Linked DNA regions of Cyprinus carpio: region 1 is linked to region 2. A link is a contact called in public Hi-C data. All regions are on one chromosome and are shown on one strand. The core of a region is the stretch at or near the end of the contact, and the rest is flanking DNA. Distances in the headings are between cores, read along the strand shown.

Region 1 (3,438 bases), core at 731-3,230, 140 kb after region 2:
AAAAAGATTGGAAAAGACTTTAATAATGTCCATCATCCTTGTTTGTGCCTTTGTTTGGGTGAGTTTGTGTGTAGAGGCGTTCTGAAGTCAGACTGGCTTGTGTGTGTGAGAGAGAGAATTCATTTCTAAGTCAGAGACATGTTCTCCGGCCCATAATTAATGGCTCTGATGGAGATTCTGGACAATGAGGCCCTTTCAGTGTCGTAGGGAACGGCTCCTCGGGCCACATTGTTGCCCCCTCCATAACTCCTGACAGCTGGGTAAGCGAGGGAAACTCAGGCCCAGCGGGGGCAAGAGACGCCACGGCCTAAAAACGGCCCTGCGCCTACCAAATTGGATTAGAAGAGCTCAAAAAGAATGACAGAGTAAAAGAGGAGAGAAAGTGAGAGTGAGAGGGAGGGGGTGGGGGGTTGGTGAACTAAATAAAACTCATCAAGCTGGCGGTCGTAGCCGCAAAGTTAGCTGGACTCACAGTAGGACCCCTCTCATTTCCTCTGAGAGCGAAGGAACAGGACGGCTGAGGAGAGGTTGCTGGGAAGCTGTGATTGTTATTGATTTGAAGAGTTTTTAGAGGGACGGACTTGTCTTTTGATGTCACTGAGGCAACTTCAAAGTTGATGAGCAAGATGAGCTATTGATATTTGGGTTTCATTAGATTCATACGGCCAAACCCTATGCTTGTGATTTGTACTTTCTGAGAGCATGTTTTTGGTTGTAAGATTAATGCAACAGACAAAAAACGGAGACAAAAGGGGGAAAGCAGACAGACGGATAGACAAAAAGATGAAAAGAGATAGAAAGAAAGAGAGCAGAGTGAATAATCTTGACAGAGTTGAGTTGAGTTTCAGCCACACCAGGCTGCCTGCCCAGAGAAGCAGTGTGTGTGTGTGTGTGTGTGTCTGTCTGTCTGTCTGAAGGGGGCTGCTTTTTCAAATGGTCCAGTGGGCCGACAGTAATCTTTGCGACAGCACCTCCTGCCAAGCCAGTATCCCGTCATTGACCACTGAGAGAGGATGCCATTCAGAGAGCTTATTCACAAACGTTGCTATTTCCTTACACTAACTCTACTGTACTGATCTATAATATGTTTTCCAATAGTCGCTTTATCAAAGGATTTTGAAGTTTTCACACATAACAGGACTTTGATTTTAGTAGAAGGAAAAGAATCCCTTAAATTGGAAAATATTTCCTTACACTCAGAGAATATTATATATATATTATCATTTTTGAAAACATTTGTGAATTATTATTAAAATAATAAAAACATAGTATTAGTTTTTACAATTATTTAATGATTAGAAAGCTTAAAAGAACAGCTTTTATTTCAAATAGAAATATTTAGCAATATTATAAATATCTTTAATGTCACTTTTGATCCATTTAATGTCTCCTTTCTACATAAAAGTATTTTAGAATAAAAGTACAAGTATTAATTTATCTTAAATCTTACTGACCTTAAACTTTTGAATGGCTTCTTAGTAGGGAAAAAAATAGCATAGCTCAGTTAATTTGGTTTTCTGAGAAAAAAAAAATGCGTTCAAATTTAGGTTAATCTAAACACATATTGAGATGCAGAGATGAAACTTTAGAGGAGACACCTGGTCTTTTTCTGAGAAGAAAAATATAAGCAAGAGAAATTTCTCTGTATTTAATCTCAGTGCTGTCTAGGAAAAACAACTGAGATATTGCAGAGATCATATTTGTTGAATGATCTGTGGCATGTGTGGCTTTAGTGTCACTAGGGGGCGCTGTGGTCATCTGTGTGTGAAAATGGGCCATGGAAATTCTGTCACATAATTCTACTCTCTCTGCCCTTCTTTCTCTCTATCTTATCTGTCTATCTCTTACTTTTATAGTCAGACCAATGCACTGTTAGTTTGGTGTGGTTCAGGCTTTTGTATTCGCAAAGTAACTGGGCCAGTTTTTCTTGTGATGCATCTGTTTTACTTGGAAAGCTTTTCTTGGCACACACAGCACGAGGTTTAACACAAACACACTGTCTTCGCTCCTCATTTCTTCTCCGAAGAAAAGTAAACCAGCACAAACTCTGACCTTTACATACTCTTTGTCAAGACCATGGAAACAGGTTGGCATTTCTGTGCTAATAGCATTTTGGTTAGATTAATGTGTGTGCATTTGTAACTATGGCCTTGGCCACGCTGTTTGTCCACACAACAGATTCCTTGAGTGTCTGTATACTAGCCTAGCTAGGTGAGAGGCAGACATCACAAACACACATCCATGCACACTGTTTCTGTTTTTAGACATCAGGGCAGATGGACAGGTGTTGAAACAGCAGACAGCATAGTCTCACAGTGAGTCAGCCTGCCAGACAACCTAGGGGTCACACACACACACATACACACGCGCAGTCATAACTAGGGTCATGGCAATAGTCACTGAAGCCACATAGACCAGTAGGCCTGTTTTAGAGCGACGGAGGCAAAAATAAACCCTGAGGAATGACATAGAAGCCACACACAGCTCTGCTGATGTATCCAAACGCTGTCTTTAGTCTCAGCCACTCACACACAAAAAAACTGATATTCTGCATATTCTTTTAGAATCGTGTTCGTTTTTCTGAACAATTGCAACAAAATTGATTCTGAAGCGCATTTATAGATGGTTTGAAATTTTAATATAATTCGATTTTTGTAAATCCTCTGATAGTCTCATGCAACTCAAGTTCAAGACAGCGATGTGGCACGATGAGCATGAGCCAAGGCAAAGTTTCCAGATTTCCATCAATCTTTTTGTAAAGATTTTTGAAAAAGAAATTAACCCTTTTATTCAGCAAGGTTCTGATTGATCAAGTGGCAGTATAATGTCTTCTATACATCAGAATAAAATATATCATGGATTCAGCAAAAATATTAAGCAGCACAAATTTTTTCAACATTGATAATAATCAGAAATGTGTCTTGAGCAGCAAATCAGCATATTAGAATGATTTCTGAAGGATCATGTGACACTGAAGACTGGAGTAATGATGATGAAAATTCAGCTTTGATCACAGGAGTAAATTGCATTTAAAAATATCTTAAAATATAAAACAGATATTTTAAAATGTAATTATATTTCACAATATTGCTGTATTTTTATCAAATAAATGCAGCATTGATGAGCATAAGAGCAAACAATATTAAATACACACTATATTGTCTAAACAAATGGATCAGATTTCAAAATGATGACTAGCAAAATGTGAACATCAATCCTATAGACCAGTTTTGAGCACACACACAAAAACTGATTTTCTGTGTATATGGGTGGATAGACTGAATATTTATTGGTCTTCTTTCTCAATTGGTCACAGGAATCAGGATGTGAAGGTATAAGATGGCCTGTTTGGGGAGGTAAAATTAACTGCACAAATATACTTTAGATTTCCTCCTCTCATCTTGAGGCCCAGACAGAATGTGTCAAATATTCTGAATT
Region 2 (3,311 bases), core at 657-3,156:
TAAATGTACAGTTACACCAACAGGCAAGATTATGATCTTGAGGTCACAAGTAATTGATCCCATTGCGTGTTGGAGTTGACTTAAGAGTATGGTTAGTGGACAGGCAGATGTAATGTAGGATGGTTGTGTCTGGGAGAAGTATCCCATGGTACCTGAGGCCATCTGTCTCAGAGCGAAGCCTCTTCCTCTCCACGACCAGCCCTACTGTGTTTGCGTATCTCTGAGGAGAGTGGGGAATCCGTGCTGGAAGCAGGAACATCTGAGAATAGCAGCAAAATATAAAACGTCTTTATAGAATAAAATGGCTTCACATGACTGCAGTCTGTCAGATAGACTCTGAGACAAATCTAGATGATTCTCACCTCTCCTTCTCGAATGTGTATGTCTTTATGCTTGCCGTCCTCTATCACTTTCAAAACCATGTCGCCCCTCACCTGGTAAAAGAGCTGCGACACAAAGGCAAATAAAACAGGAAGTCAGTGAGAGGAATATTAGTGTTCTGTGAGCTGGATCACACATTTTTTAGCTTTCCTTTGTCTGAAATCATCAGCCTTGTAACTTTGACCTGTATTTCAAATGTAGTGCTGCTGTGTCAGAAACTCTTTTTCTGCGAGTGTGCTTTTATTTATAGCCTAGGAATGAAACTTCATGCTAGATGGGGCCATTTCTTCTTCCAGAGAAAATCTATATCATTCAACCCTGTGAACTGTATCTGATTTAACAGTTTAACTGTTAAACCTTCACAAAGCCTAAATGACACTCAACAGAAGACTTATGTAAGATATTGTGCCTCAAAAGTAAATGCTCATCATGTGTGGAATATCTAGAGCAAAAAAGCCACGACTCGGATGGTTTGCACTGACCTCTAGCGACCAAGATTAAAACATTAACCAATAAACAGTCCTGACCGGCTCACTAAACCAAACTAGGTCATTTTTTTTTAAAGGTGTATTATTGTGAAATGCTCAGCAAGAGTCAATTCTATTAATTTCCTGCTGTTGTTTGATTTGGAAATTTGCCACTGTAAAGGTGCTTTATAAATGATTTTTAATGCCATGCAGAAATGCAGCTAAAAAATAAAATGCAGCTAAAAAATTTAATTAAATTGAAAATCAAAAAACTTTTCACAAAGACTTTGTCCCCATTAAAAATGCAAAGTGCATTTGGAAAACTATGCAGTCCATGTAGTGAAATGTAGTGAACGGTGTGTGGTGCAAATCCCAAAGTTCAATGCAGGTGTAGAAAATCATGCTGTCAATATCAGATCATCTTTAATAATTAGTTATGCACTCTTGTCCTTTTCCTCTTCGTTTCCTGGTAAATGTAATCCCACAGCTGCTGAGTCTAAAGCACTAACCTTTTGTGAAGATCATGGCTAATTCTGTTCTTATCACCTGTTAGCCTTCTCGGGTCTAATTCCCAGAATACAGTGCAGTTAATCAAAATAAAAAAGCAAGTCAGCTATTCCTAAATGAACATGTCATGTTAATTTGTAATATTATCTCATTTGTTACATGAATAGCACCTCACCTCTTCCCCTTCCTCAATGTGATAATCCTTCCTTGCATTTGGACCTCCAACATACATAATATTCAGTTGATAAAAGAACCTAAAACACAATGTAAAGATAAGGCTTATGATATTTTGTATTTTTATCAATGTGATTATATAAGGCATGTTTTTGTTTGTTTATGAAAGATAAGTTTAACTCACTTACATTAATTTGTTGCATACAGGTGGTAGAAATGAATTCTCATTTTCAGCAATCCACTTGTCAGTGTTGACATGAAGAGCCTGGTTGGTCATTTTTCACTAATTTTGGAATACAGCAAGATTCTTGCAATAATCTGTCTGAGTAGGCAACAACTTTTTCAGCAGTGGTGACAAACTACCTTTGAGTTATTGAATAATGGGGGCGGTGCTCATACATGCAGTATGTGACCGTGAGGTTAAAATCCATGTTTACGCAGCAGTAACCTATCAGTGCTGACCAGGGGTGCCTTAAGGTAAATACCCACCCCCACCCCCACCCTTTAAGCTTCCTGACAATTATTTGTCAAATTTCGATTTTTTTTCCTTGTTGATATGCCAGTTAACATTCACACTGTTCTGTGTAAAATGTGAATATCCAAATTAATTATTTGCCAGAAGGTGGCGCGTGTGGAACAGTTACATAAAGTAAACATTATTTATTACAAGCATTATACGGAGGTAATATGAAAAGAAAATGCCATCAAAACTTTTAGAGTTTACAGGTATGACACCATAAATTACACAAATGATTCATTATTCATCATCAGTAGATCGAAACAACACTTGACAAGTTGGCATAAATGTGAGCCATTTGGTACAATTTAAAAACTTACCAGACCGAAGGTAAAGTTATAGCGTTGGATACAAATAGGAAGTGCTATGATCCTATGATACTTAATTCCTCATTTATCATTAATCATTTGCAGAAAATGCGTAAGGTTTGTGAGTCATCTAACACCAAACTGAACATGTGCCTTGCTAGAAGACAATAGGTTAAAGCAGAAATGCAAAGTACAGATCTTAGATAAAAGATTTTATGCTGGAAGTACATAAGTACTTTAAGTGATTTATGCCATCAGCAACACAAACAAATGAAGCTTCATAGCATGATTTTTTTTTCATTTATTTATATAGGCCTACTCTGTACATTACAGTATATACAAACAGTCTTAAAAACACACATTTGTAATGTTCACTTCAATGTATGCATCTCACGTGCATCTTGTGGTTGTAGTTTAGACAGATACTGTATATGAACACAGATTTGATGGCCTTGTCACCATGACTTTTCTGTAAATTGAAAGGATAACCACTTCTCCTTTTGCCACAAGTAAGCGACTCTATAGCTTCCCCGTGATCTCTAAATGGCTGACTGATATTGAGCCACCGAGAAAAGTGGGAGGTTTCAAAGAGAAGTGTAAGTCAAATAAAGAGTAAATCAAACAAAACCCATACTAAAATGGTAATAAAATAAAATAAAATAAAATGGTAATAAATAATGCTCATCGACCAACACATGATACTTTTCACATCGTCACAATTTATTCAGATGTATTGCTCAGTGTTTATGCACTGATCTAATTGCTTTCAGAATTATTAAGATCCCTAAAATCTGAGAATTTACAAATATGGAAAAGCAAGAAACGAAACAAAAATAGAGAGGCTGGTAACACACAAATAGAGATGTGTTTATATTAGAAAAATTGAGGAAGAAGCCCGTTAAAATGGGAAGAGAGCATAAAGGGCACAAAAATAAATATGCATGCCGAATAAATGGG

The links. A called contact is a pair of places that touch in the nucleus more often than the background predicts.
Region 1: a contact with region 2 is called in a Hi-C map of liver, with 5 times the contacts expected there. The contact joins the enhancer-like site here to the promoter of haao in region 2. A contact is called at or near these places in 3 of 8 Hi-C or Micro-C datasets (liver and skeletal muscle).

The regions. Positions count from the first base shown.
Region 1 is chrB13:9,359,836-9,363,273 of ASM1834038v1, forward strand. No RefSeq gene overlaps it. Among protein-coding and RNA genes, the nearest start is that of LOC109076348, 63 kb to the right of the region's middle. Within about 2 kb of position 1,981, at least 3 of the 8 cell types and tissues checked have an H3K27ac peak or open chromatin away from gene starts, as enhancers often do. A contact at or near this core is called in liver and skeletal muscle, where this site is marked.
Region 2 is chrB13:9,221,240-9,224,550 of ASM1834038v1, forward strand. haao (3-hydroxyanthranilate 3,4-dioxygenase) reads right to left here and starts at 1,907. Exons shown (of 10, transcript XM_042736374.1): 1 at 1,718-1,907; 2 at 1,531-1,609; 3 at 363-446; 4 at 153-259. The coding sequence starts at 1,806.